3 separate regions of the Mus musculus genome follow, and all the other regions are linked to region 2. A link is a contact called in public HiChIP or PLAC-seq and promoter capture Hi-C data. All regions are on one chromosome and are shown on one strand. The core of a region is the stretch at or near the end of the contact, and the rest is flanking DNA. Distances in the headings are between cores, read along the strand shown. Region 1 has its middle 23 kb from the start of Gm15942. Region 2 overlaps Ncald (neurocalcin delta). Region 3 has its middle 87 kb from the start of Gm15942.

Region 1 (4,339 bases), core at 1,190-3,689, 350 kb before region 2:
CTGGATGGACACCTGAGGTGTGCTCGCACAGTATCTGCAAAGCACACCATGAAGCTGAGTGTCGTAACGAGCGTCTTTACATCAAACATAAGGAAAGCAAAGCAGGGGCAGGTCCATCTCTGTGGGTCTGAGGCCAGCTTGTAAATGACAAGTTACAGGCTAGCCAGAGGCAGGTAGATCTCTGTGAGTCTGAGGCCAACCTGTAAATAACAAGTTACGGGCTAGCCAGGGCACCCAGGGAGTCTCTGTCTAAAAATAAGTAAAATACATACTGTCGTTGCTTTTATCTTCATGGCTTTCTAGGTCCCTTGGTAACAAGGAAAGAATGGAATGAACTGTGTCCCTTGAGAGCCGTCTGATGATCATCTCCCTTCCCATAAGGTGATGTGGGGGTTAAAAGCGGGGACTCTGTTCTCCAGGGCCTGTGGTGACCTTGGTCTGGCATGTCCTTGTCATGTGGAAGGCAGGACAAGGATTGGATAGAAGCAGGAACTATTGGTGGATCTCATGGGCTTTAATTTCTCCCTCCCACCCCCTGCTGCTTACCAGCAAACAGGACAAGCTACTTAGCATCTCTCTATTCGTTCTTCACATAGGAAATTGGGCAGAAAACAGTAAGGGCCTTTGGGAGGATCTAGTAAGCTAACACTTGTCTGTCCCCAGAACACTGCCTCGTGCATAGCGGCACACCGGTGTTTGCCACTATTATCGATATTGTTACCAGTATATTCGAGAAACACCTTTGTTGTGTTTTCAGTGTACAAAATGGCAACTCCATTGTGTACTAGAGTGACCAGGTTTACTGAGCAGGACTGCACATGGTAGCACTTGCACTTGGCTCTGTTTTGAGGATTCTGAAAGCGACCTCCTGTGGCTATACCTTGATCCCTGGCAGTGGGGAGATTCTGGGGCTGCAGAATGGCAGGGAAAGAGTTAACTCAGGGCTGCAGCCGCTGAACATGCAGTATAAACAGTATTTGGGAATGAGGTCACTTCTGTTTTGGGAACCTAAAGGCAAACACAGTTACATTTGTTCCTGTAATCATTGCCTTGTTTGAGACTGTTTATGTTTAGAAACTCGCGTTGGAATATTTATCAGTCGGGGCTCTGAAACCAACTCTGGCTACTTCAGCCAAAAAGGAACAAAAAGAGCCATGGGACTCTTCCTGGGGTTGAGGGAAGTGCATGGGCTGCAAGGGTGGCCTCAGACAGAGGTGGGATGCTTCTGAGGGCCTGAGGGGAGTCTTCCAGGACTCACTTCAAGAGGAAGCAGCAGCAACTATTTTGCTTCCTGATATTCTGTCACTGGAGACTGAGATTCCTGGAAGAGTCTGTTGGTTGGGTCTGTTCCTGTGCCCTGGCAGGAAGGCCCACCAAGAATGCAAGTGGTTGAAGAGGGTGGAGGAAGTAGGCTCTCCTGTCTTCTAGGCATTTTTTTTTTTTGCTTTTGTTTTTGTTTTCCTTTTGAGACTGGGTTTCTCTGTGTTGCCCTGACTGTCCTAGAACTCCCTTTGTAGACCAGGCTAGCCTCAAACTCACAGAGATCCACCTGCCTCTGCCTCCCAAATGCTGAGATCAAAGGTGTGTACCACAGCCGCCTGGCTTTTGGTCTGTGTTTTAAACAGTCATTCAAAGGCATGCTTGAGCCCCAGAACAAGCTTGATATTGTAGAAATGTGGGTAACTGTGAGTACAAGAAACCATAAGAATGACATGGAGGGGCAGATGCAGGTGCACATCGTGGATGGGGCTGGCTCTGGGTGTCTCCACTGTGTGCAAAGAAGTGTGTGAAAGCCGCTGTCACAATCCATGCTGCTACTATGGCAGAATATCTCAGACTAGAGGATTGATGAAGAAGAGAAGGTTGTTGTCTCATAGTTTGGGAGGCTGGGAGATCCAAACCTGAATGCCAGCAGGTTTGGTTGTGTCCTGGCTGCCTTTGCGTTCCATGGTGGGATCTTGTCAGTGTATCCCTGAGAGGAAGAAAACTGTGAGCTCACAGAGGCAGAAGGGCAACTGTGTGGACTGTGAAGTCTGCTTCAAGGTCTCAGTCACACTTCGAGGGAAAGCACCGTCACACCCTTTAAAGGCCCCAGCTCTGATACTACCCACTGGCCACCACATTTCAGTGCCTTAATTTTGAAGCCTGAATTCAAACCATAGCTCTGGTCTCAGTGTTCCTTAAACAGGGGTTGGTTTCTCTGAGACTTCTCAATGAGAGCTTTAAATACTTTGAGGTTTCAATGGAATACCTTTTTAAAAGGTCCATTTATTCTGGATGTCCCTTAATACAACACATGCTTATGTCCCCTCCCACTCATCCTGCTTGTAGGAGCCGGGGGGCTAAGTAGGAATTCATTTCCAGTCATGATCTAATGAGAGAGATCCAGAAGCAGGCTAAATACAACAGTGCACTTGTGTGGTGTGCATGCCAGATGACATAAGAGTGCTGTTTCAGTTGGAGAAGAGAATTTGGAAGCAGGTCTTCCCCTGGCACACATAGTATACTCACTTTGGGCCTCAACAGTCAATGCCTTATGCAAGCTGAGAACAGCAATTTAGATTCAATGAAACAATAGAATCGTTTGCGTGCTGCTAATGTTGTTTTGAATTTTATTAGCTTTAAAGTTTTGAATTTAATTTGTACCACTGTTCTTAGAGTGCTGAGAAGGCAAACAAGGCTTACATAAGTCATTTTGTATTTCTGTGTGGTTAGCTGAATTAAAATAAAATACCTTTGGTCATCTCTGGAGGTCCTTGGGGTCCTTTCTTTCTTAAGTGGGGAGTATTTTATTCAAGGTTTGGAGGTGCTGCACCATGGGAGATATGCCCCAGAGCCACCTCTTCACAGAAGAGTCGCCTTTTCCAGCTCTGGCCTACTGAGCCAGCCATAGGACTTGCTGTGGCCGGTAGGGTATTATGAGACATGGAAGTAGGCTTGAGAGGAGCTTGTGGCTTCTCACCAAGTACTCCTTTTCTGTGAAGAAATATGCTGCTTCTAGCACTATAGATAACGGGAAGCTACCTGCATCCAGCTGATCCCAGTCAAGACTAGCTAAACTCTGGCCAACCAACAGTGGGTGGTCAGAAGAGGATGCCTGTGTTTGTTTACTGCGAAGCATTGTTGGTCGAGAGCTGAGCTATACAGTCTAGGACACTGGTCAGGTAGCTACGCACCCTGGTGTGTGCATCTAGTTACTGTTCTAGTTGCTACAGCCAAAATGTGTGGTAGAAGCAACTTCAGGGAAGAAGAATATGGTTTGGCTCATGGTTTCAGGGGGTCATCAACCCACCAAGGTCTGAAAGGCTTGGTGGGTCTTGGTCCCTGGGTGATGGGCAGCTACAGTGGGTGCTCTTCCCATCTTCATGGACTCAGAAGTAGAGATGAGACTAGAAATAGAGCTGGTCTGTAGCACTCCAAGGTCCACCCTTGTCAACCTACCTCAATCAGCCAGATCCCATCCCCTAAAGGTCTCATAGCCTCCCCAAACACTAGGACCTGCCAGGGGCTCATACCAGGAAGCTAAGTGTTCCACCACTAAGCTAGATCCCTAGTCTATAAACAATGGGCTTCACTGAGTACACTGATGGGGCAATCATAGCCATAGTCATTAGGACCACATCAGGGAAAAAGACAGATGAAGTCTCAGAAGGTCAATAATTTTTGTTTCATTATATCCGTTCATTATAGAAATCCATCCCTCCCCCTCTTTTCTTTTATTGATTTTTTTTTGAGACAGGATTTCTATGTGTACCAGTCCTGGCTGTCCTGGAACTTGCTTTGTAAACTAGGCTGTCCGTGAACTCACAGAAATTCCCCTGCCTCTCAAGCACTGGGTGTGAACCACCATGCCCAGCTAATTTTTCTCTTTTCACAAATCACTTCCACTCTGACACGTTTGAAGAGCAGCAATGTTACCAGGGAGATGTGAGCCTACTTATATGTAGGTTTACACTGAGCAGAAGAGTCAGAAAATAACAGGGCTATGTTTTTCCCATCGCCACTGAGACCATCGTCAGTCAGCCTTTTGTTCCTTTTGACTCGTGGATAGAAATGTCTAGGAGGAATGTAAAAATAGAAGATAAAATGAAAATATCATTTGGTCTACCAATTTCATTCTTGGCTGATTTTGCTTCATACAAAGTTTTGACTGGGTTCCGTAGTTAAAAATAACTTCCCTGTGTACGTGAAACTTCTCTTGGGTAAGTGGCTGTGTATCTGCTTATGTTTATGCATGCCTGGAAATTCTGCCGACTACGGAGGTCTGCAGCAGCTGATGTGGAATGAAAACAGTCCTGGGAAGAGAATTTGAATGAAGTGTTGAATACATTTAAAATTA
Region 2 (4,209 bases), core at 1,611-4,110:
ATTTATCTAAGTATTAAACAACTCAAACTTATATTTCAGACTTTAACTATCTAGTCTTCAACCCCTTTAGAGACTTGAGAAGGAATAAATATTACCTAAATATGCAAGAAGTATAGGCAAGCAGCTTCCAAAACTATAGAAATGACAGAGAGAGTTGGCTGCCTGGACAGTTCCCCCCAAGTTTCTCTATAATGTTAGAGTATTTTCAGCCTTCTGGCCCAGAATATCTGACAATCCTTTTTGTGAAGCAGGAATTATGAAAGACTGACTACCTTGTCTTTTCAAAGCTCAGCAGTTGACTTTCCTGGGTTTCATTTGTACAGTTTGGACAGCATTTTGTCTTCAGTTGAAGCAATGGGAGATTTTTGTCTAGTGGCAGTTTGTCATATTTGAAGCGAAGTCCATAAAGAGATTCTTTGATACTCATCATCTTCTTTGACGTCAAATGGGGGTGCTGCCAGGAACTGACATATCTCATTGTTCCCCCAAAAGCCTTAAATTAATAAAAACGTCTTTAGAAGCCAAATTCTGTAGGTCTCTGAGGTTTTTGAAGACCATCTATCTATGGTATATCTGAATAGGCAAATGTTGCTTGTTTCTAGCTATTTACTACCTGTTCAACTTTAGAAACATATTTTTGTAGTAGACTAACATCTAACAAGACCATAAGTTTGACTGATTAACTATTAACTTGCATCACATAATTATCCTAAATAGTTTGTAATAGCAGCTTATAAAAACTAGAATTAAACTTTGTACTTTTTAAATGTTCTAAATAGGTCCAATACCTTAGACAAGAGTTGAAACATAAGGTGCATAGTATGATGTAACAAAATAACCGCTACCACTGCCACATCCTGTCCTATACAAAAAGCCCTGAGACAGGCCCAGCTCCAGCAGAGCACAGCTACCTTCCCTCTACTCTAGCATTTGAAAGAGCTACGGTTGAGATGAACTGTGTTTCCATATCACTGCCCTTTGCTTCTGTCCCTAGGCGATCTACAAAATGGTTTCCTCTGTCATGAAAATGCCTGAAGATGAATCAACCCCAGAGAAAAGGACAGAAAAGATCTTCCGCCAGATGGATACCAATAGAGATGGTAAGAGGCTGAGGGCTTTGTGTGGGCCAGGCTGCTGGATGTCAGCCATGGGTGTGATCTGTGAGAGCCACCTGGGCACAAAGGAACAGAAGCATGTGGACTCTGGAGCTGGTCCCAGTCTCAGGGGAAAGCCTTATTTTCTAGGCCCTTCTATCCTCCCATGTTATCTCTACTCCTTCCTCAGAATAGCATGGCTCCTCTGAAGCAGAAATAAAAGGACCCAAGAAGCCATTGAGTCAGGATAGGCCTTCCCCAGAAGGCTGGATCCAGTGTGTAGTTGGAGTATGTCAAAAGGCTCAATGCTTCTTACCAACCCCAACAGCTTTCATCCCAACCTGCTTGAGAGGTCGTATGAGCATGCTCCAAGATGCTGAGTCCAAGTGAAACCCCCAAGTAGTGGGAAGCAAGTAGAGGGTTGGAGTGAGTGGTCAGCAGGTTACTATTGAGTAGAGGGTGCTGTCCCAAAGCAAAATGTAACTAGCAGATGTGCAAGCCAAGTGGAAAGGAAAGTTGTACTTCAAACAAAATAGACAAGTCTGGTATGGTGACTCAGGACAACCACAAGCTTGAGGGCAGCCTGGGCTACATAAGGAACCCTTATCTATGAAATAAGTAAATAAATAGGAGTTCTGCATGTCAGGCTGCCAAGTAGGATACAGGAGGCCCAAGCAATTGAGAAATAATGGCTTCTTTTTGGCATATCTATGTCTGCATGCAATATTTGGGACATATTTATGCTAAGGAGTTGCTTGTTATTCAGTTGAAATTCAAAGTTAATTTAGCATCCTTATTTTTCTTGCCGAATCTTGAAATGTTATCCAGAAATGGTACCCAAGTCTTCAGTGCTCAGTCAAGGCTGACCCATGCTGTCCAAGGCTTCACAGCTCTTTAAACAAACACGTATTTACTATTTATGGGCATGTCCTTGCATACCTGTGTGAATTTATTCGAACCACATATATGCACAACAGAGGTCACAGTTCCCTGAACTGGCTCCAGGTGGTTATGATCTACCCAATGTGAGTGCTGAGAATCAAACACTGGCCTTCTGCCCGATGAGTAAGTGCTCTTGACCACTAAGCCATTTCTCCTGCCAACTCACTTTTAAAACGTAAATTTTATTTTCTTTATTATTACTGTGCATAATGTTACATGTATTATTACATGACCTGGTGCATACATGGAGGTCAGAAGACAACTTAATGGAGTCCATTTTCCCCCTTCTCCTTTATATAGATTCTAGGGATCAAATTCAGGTGGTCTGGTTTAGGCAGCACATACTTTTACCCATGGAGTCATGTCTCCAGCCCCAGATCTTCACTCTTGATATTTAGCAAGTCTAGTCAGCGGTGTAAAAATGGACCACTCCCTTGTGATATGCATTATAGAAGACTCTGCATAGAGCAAGCCTCTTTCTGCATGCACACGTGGGGTGCCAGGTCCCTGAGAATCTCGGTTTGTGTGGTGCAAGCCAATCTGTTGGCTGTGTTTCCTCTATGAACTTGCATGGCATCCTCTGACATCCTGTTTCCCCTCTGGAGCCTTGATTCTCAGCAGTTTGTTTTGCAAAGTTTAAACAAACATGGGATTGTTTTAACAGTTAATGGACTTGCTGATGTTGAAGCTCAGGTTTTGATAGTCTAGGGAACATAATGGCTTTAAGACCCAATCTCCTCCTTAGAGGAGTACTGAAGGATGAGAGACAAGACACCTTCAGATGTGTGGCTCACAGGCAGTGCCAGGGCTTTTCCACTGGAGATGTTTCTACAGATGGAAGGGCCCTGGCTGGGTTCCCATTCCCAATGGACAGCTGACTACCACTGTCCTGGGCTTTGCTAAAGCAAGATTTGTTTAAATAAAGGAAGCTATGGGGATGGAAGCAGCCAGGGAAGGAGGGGGACAGACTGTTGAACACCCAGGAGACTCTCTGCTTTGGCTCAGGGCTTGGCTTCAGGGCCTCAACTCTGAGGCCCCAGTCCCTTCCCACCAGAAGCAGACCTGGCTTCGTGTAAAGCCTGCTCCCATCAGTCTTGTTAGTCAACAGTCTTTGTGTTTCACTGCTAGTCTCTGCCATGAAAAGTCTGTCCCTACATAAGGCAAGTCACTATGGAGTCTGTGTAAGAGGCAGAGAGTACATGTTGAGCTCTAAGTGCTCCATGGCTTGTGGTTTCCAGTGCCTGTGCCTGCAACTTTGATGTGTTTAAGTGGAGCTTTGGCCCCCAAACCCCCATTCTCATCCTGAAGTGCCAGTGGAGGTAGCTTGGAAGAGCAGCTAAGGTGGTACTGAAGTGCACAGGCCTCACGGAGCCTGACAGCCGGGTGCCTGTCCTTGGAAGAACAAACAGGGCTAAGTCTCCAGGAAAGGAAAGAGGACAGAGCTAGGTAAAGGGACCCAGCTGTTCTAGTCCAATTTATCATTGTATGGATCACTTTAACGAGTCACTGTGGAAGTACAGGAATGGGGAAAGCCACCATCACCCATATCTCCACAATGACAGTGACAGAGGACCTTTACTGGAAAACAGTTAGGCAGAAGGATGGGGGGGGGGGCAAAGTAATAGATCTGGAGTCATGAGGAAGCTTTGACTACATAGTGAGGCTCCGTGTCAAAAAATAAATAAAAAAGAAGGAAGGAAGGAAAGGGAGGGAGGGAAGGAAGGAGGGAGGTGGTGCAGTGAGAGAACAAATCCCTGACTTCTTTCTCAAGCCACCTGGGTTGAGGGACCAGTGGGTCACCCTCTGTCTAGCTCACACTCCTTTATTCTCCTGGCTTTGGATGAAGATGCTACTATCTTCAAAAAGTGGTTTAAAAAAAAAAAAGAGCCTACAGTTTTGCTCTGCCCACCTAAGGAGCAGGTTATCTGTGAACCTGAGTACACCAGTGTGGAGTGGCTCAAGAGCCTGGCACACTCAGATGAGCTGGGGCTGCTCTTTTCCCAGGGTGGGTAGAGGCAGAAAGGCTACTAGGGCAGAGATTTAGGCCAGGGTGAGCCAGTACCCTCCCCAAGCCTGGGATCTTGTCTTGGAAGTGGTGTTGAACGGCCCTGTGCACTGAGTCAGGTGGGGGATGTCTGAGTTAAGAGAGAAGTGGGGATCCTGCCTCATGGTC
Region 3 (3,919 bases), core at 1,368-3,867, 420 kb before region 2:
TTTCCTCAAGCTTGGCTACAGGGTGGAAGAATACCTATCAAGTTCAGGGGATAAGAAAGGTCAGGGCCAGCCTGACTCTCTGGCCCTTCCTTGGGTTATCACTTCCTTCTGGCGTGGGTTTCCGAGGGTCTGATGAGAGTAAGAAACCTGTCATTGATGTCACGTTTCAGGCAATTTGCTGAGTGCTTAGGATATGTCTCAGAGCTTCCATTTCTGAGCACTCTGCAGCTGCCCCAAGGAGCCTGCAGTAAGCTAAGATGGTACCTTGCTCTCCACAGGCCTTCAGGCTGGCTTCAAGGCTTAGCAAGCAGGTTTGAGGGAAGAGCCTGCCTTTCCCTGTTTTAAAGGACTACGAATGAAACAAAAACAGAAATAAGAATGTGCAATACAGACTTCCTTCTTTATAGAAAAACCTAGCCAGCCCCTAGGCTGGAGCCACACAAGTGGGTTTCATTTTACATGTCATCTCTGATTGATTGGTAGTGGCTGCTTAGAAAGCTGGGGCCAGGCTCAGCAGGAGAGGAGGCTGTGGTCAATTAGTGATGTCTGTCAGGGTATGGGATTTGGAGGTGGTGACAGCTTTTGTCCTCATTCTTCCTATCCTAGAGACTCTCATTGGAGGACAGTGAAGGCAGAATTCAGGGACAGAAGGGACCCATAAAAGAAAGCAGGAACTTTCCACTGTGATGATAAACCACCACGCAGACAACACATTTTCTGTGAGCTCTGTGTGCTTTGCCTAGAGTATAATATTTGTAGTAACTTTTTCCCTCTAGGAAACAATTTTTTTCTTTAGACGAATTGACTTTATCCTGTGTGTATGAATGTTTTGCCTGCATGTATGTGTGTGCTGGTGCATGGACAAGTCAAAGAAGGCATTGGATTTCCTGCAACTGGAGCTATAACATGTGATCGTGGGAATCAAACCTGGGTCCTCTGCAGGAGCAACAAGGGTTCTTAACCCTTGAGTCATCTCTCCAGCCCCAGAAAACCTTATTTCAAGTAGAATTCAAGTCTGTTGTGTTAGGAACTCCCCAACGCAGACAATTTTTCTATTTTATTTTATTTTATTTTATTTTATTTTATTTGTGTGGATGTTTGCCTGCGTGTGTATATGCAACACACATGAGTCAGACCCCCTTGGAACTGGAATTGTGACTCAAGCATCGTTAGCAGAACCTGCCCTCTTGCTCATCTTGGTTTGCCCTCTTGGAGTTGGTGGCATTTTGGGCTCCTTCTTACTGTAGGCTATCTGGGGGGCACTAACCTTTACATGGTCTGGGTTTTGTACATCAGGCAGGAAGAGGGAGCCTCTACCTTGACATTGCTCACAGTGGCTCGCTCCAGCTCATTGTTGCATCTTAGATCTTTTAACTCCTGAGCCACAGGCTGAGGAGCAAGGCTACTTCTCTTGCAGAAACCTGATGCCATCAGGAGACAGGCCCTTTAATTGTGGGTTGTGAAACAGATGTTCTGTAGACTTCTGGTGGCACATCTACATTCCAGATGAGAGGACCAGGCTTTGGAGAATTAAAAAACTTAAAAAGGTCACATGGCTTATAATAAGTGGAATTTGGGACTGAAGAATCACAATGTACGCACTTAGATATACACACGTATTACTCGTGAACAGGATGGTTAAAGGGGGGTTACTAGGGCTCGATTCTCTGTTTCCAAAAAGACAACTCCATAACTTTGAGAAGTTAAAAGCATCTCCGGGTTGGAGAAAAGAGGGAAAAGGAAGACACAGGTCTCTCTCTCTCTCTCTCTCTCTCTCTGTGTGTGTGCGTGTGTGTGGCGGGGGGTGGGGGGGCTTCTCACATCCACGCATTCAAAGGATGATTCAGAGCAGTTTGGACCTGCTCTACACTGCGCTAGGTTCTCAGGATGCAGCAGAACTGGCTTGAGTTCCTGTGTTAGTCGTTTTGTGGCTGTTACCAAATACCTACTGTGGGTAACTCTAAAAGAGGAAGTGCATATTTTGCTTAGTTTCTGAAGGTTCTCTGTAGCTTAGTGCTTTGGGAACAAACTTTGGGAACTGGAGTGGCTGGCACAGACTGTTCACCTCATGATGGCTAGAAAACAGAGACTGGGATAAGAAGCAGCGGGAAGTGGGGGGGCAGGGGGGGCGCAATATGCCCCCACTGACCTACCCCACTCCCTCTAGCTAGGTCCACCTGAGAAAGTTTAAAGATTCTCCCAAAATTGCCTCACCAAGTGCAGACCTATGAGTCTATGGGAGACCTTTCCTATTGCAACCATGGCTTCTTCCTTTTAATTAATTCATGGAACAGATCAACAAGAGCTTGGACCATAACAGCAGTAATGGCATAGCATAAGAGCTGAGCTCATTTGGTGGGGACAAAGAGCTTTTGTTTAAGATTTGCTGAAGTAGTCCCAGGAACATGGCTTGTGTACTAAATGAGGAATAAGTATTCCTTAAATACATTAAAAGTGTGACAATATATAAATGGTATAAAGTTTGCCATTTTAATCACTTTAAGTGGACTATTTTGTGTCACTGAGAACATCTGTGTTACTGTGTCTCTGGCCACCCCTCTCTACAGCCTGTTTTTTCTCTTTCTGAACTGAAGCTCTGGGCTCATTAACAGTAGTTCCCCATTCTTCTCTCTCCTCAGTCCCTGACAGCCACCTTCCTCCTTTCTGCCCCGTGAGTCAGAGCATGTGATTGGTGTGGTGCCTAATATTCACCTTTTTGTGACTGATTTATTCCACTTAACTGAATGCCTTTAGGTTCTCCATGTTGTGATAGATACTGGGATTTCTTTCCTAATTAAGACCGAGTACATTCCATTGACTGCATACAGCAGACCGGCTCTCCATTTGTCTGTTGCTGGGCATGGCAGCGGCTCCCATCTGTTGCTCTTGTGCATAACACACTACTAACATAGGCATGTAAGTGTATGTTCATGTTTCTCCTTTGGCTGAGCACTCAGAGCTGACACTGCTGGATCGCTTGACACTCTATATTCAATCTCTTGCAACTACCAGATTGCTTTCCAGAATGCCTCCATGTCGCACACCCAGAAGGATCCTGACAGGGAGTGGGAGGAGAGAAAAGGCTGCAGAGGTGTGAGGGGTTTCTCCCACACCCACAGGACTGAAACATCGTCATCTTTGTCCTGTGTGGTATTAAATTTGGGAGCAGAAGTAGACATGGATCTGAGACATTTTCCTCAGATAGGTTGACCAGTTGTTCATGGGAAATACCTCCTGGAATTCTAAGTGTGAATTCAATCTAGTCTGGCAAACTCTGTCATTTGTCCCATGAAGGGTGGCAGAAACGAAGCAAGCTTATGTTAATGGGCTGTTTATATAGCTGTTGGGATAGTGAATTGGCTATGTGTGTGTCTACGTGTGTCTGTCTGTGTGTGTGTGTGCATGTGGTGTGTGGGTGTGGTGTGTGGTACATATGGTGTATGTGTGTGTGTGGTGTGTTTGTGTGCTGTGTGTGTAATGTGTGTTTTGTGTGTGTGTATGGTATATGTGTGTGTGGTGTTATGTGTGTGTAGTGTGTATGTATGGTATATGTGTGTGGTATTATGTGTGTGGTATATGTGGTGTGTGTGTGTGTGGTGTGTGTTATGTATGAGGTGTGTATGTGTATGAAGTGTGTGTGTGTGGTGTGTTTGTGTGCTGTGTGTGTAGTGTGTGTTTTGTGTGTGTGTATAGTATATGTGTGTAGTGTGTATGTATGGTATATGTGTATGGTGTTATGTGTGTGGTATATGTGGTGTGTGTGTGTGTGTGTGGTGTGTGTTATGTATGAGGTGTGTATGTATATGAGGTGTGTGTGTGTTTGTGTGTGTGGTGTTATGTGTGTAGTGTGTATGTATGGTATATGTGTATGGTGTTATGTGTGTGGTATATGTGGTGTGTGTGTGTGGTGTGTGTTATG

What was found. Promoter capture Hi-C pulls out the DNA fragments that hold promoters and counts their contacts. HiChIP or PLAC-seq counts read pairs in DNA pulled down with a chosen protein or histone mark.
Region 1: an H3K27ac HiChIP or PLAC-seq map of neural progenitor cells shows a contact between it and region 2, with 4 times the contacts expected there. The contact joins two enhancer-like sites. A contact is called at or near these places in 3 of 39 promoter capture datasets (cranial neural crest, embryonic stem cells and hippocampal neurons), 1 of 484 Hi-C or Micro-C datasets (CD4 T cells), 1 of 115 datasets of contacts at active chromatin or transcription factors (neural progenitor cells) and 1 of 9 other capture datasets (embryonic stem cells).
Region 3: a promoter capture Hi-C map of neural stem cells shows a contact between it and region 2. The contact joins two enhancer-like sites. A contact is called at or near these places in 8 of 39 promoter capture datasets (the 3T3-L1 cell line, cranial neural crest, embryonic stem cells and 5 more), 3 of 484 Hi-C or Micro-C datasets (the P5424 cell line, cerebral cortex and stem cell-derived neural progenitor cells), 8 of 115 datasets of contacts at active chromatin or transcription factors (embryonic hindbrain, embryonic stem cells, fibro-adipogenic progenitors and 2 more) and 2 of 9 other capture datasets (adipose tissue and embryonic stem cells).

What each region holds. Positions count from the first base shown.
Region 1 is chr15:37,721,126-37,725,464 of GRCm38.p6, reverse strand. It overlaps a transcript of Ncald not described here. Among named protein-coding and RNA genes, the nearest start is that of Gm15942, 23 kb to the right of the region's middle. Within about 2 kb of position 2,439, at least 18 of the 459 cell types and tissues checked have an H3K27ac peak or open chromatin away from gene starts, as enhancers often do. A contact at or near this core is called in neural progenitor cells, where this site is marked.
Region 2 is chr15:37,369,007-37,373,215 of GRCm38.p6, reverse strand. It overlaps Ncald (neurocalcin delta), which reads left to right. Exons shown (of 4, transcript NM_001170868.1): 3 at 995-1,100. Among named protein-coding and RNA genes, the nearest start is that of 4930447A16Rik, 54 kb to the left of the region's middle. Within about 2 kb of position 2,860, at least 8 of the 459 cell types and tissues checked have an H3K27ac peak or open chromatin away from gene starts, as enhancers often do. A contact at or near this core is called in the P5424 cell line, neural progenitor cells and neural stem cells, where this site is marked.
Region 3 is chr15:37,785,684-37,789,602 of GRCm38.p6, reverse strand. It overlaps a transcript of Ncald not described here. Among named protein-coding and RNA genes, the nearest start is that of Gm15942, 87 kb to the right of the region's middle. Within about 2 kb of position 2,617, at least 53 of the 459 cell types and tissues checked have an H3K27ac peak or open chromatin away from gene starts, as enhancers often do. A contact at or near this core is called in the P5424 cell line and neural stem cells, where this site is marked.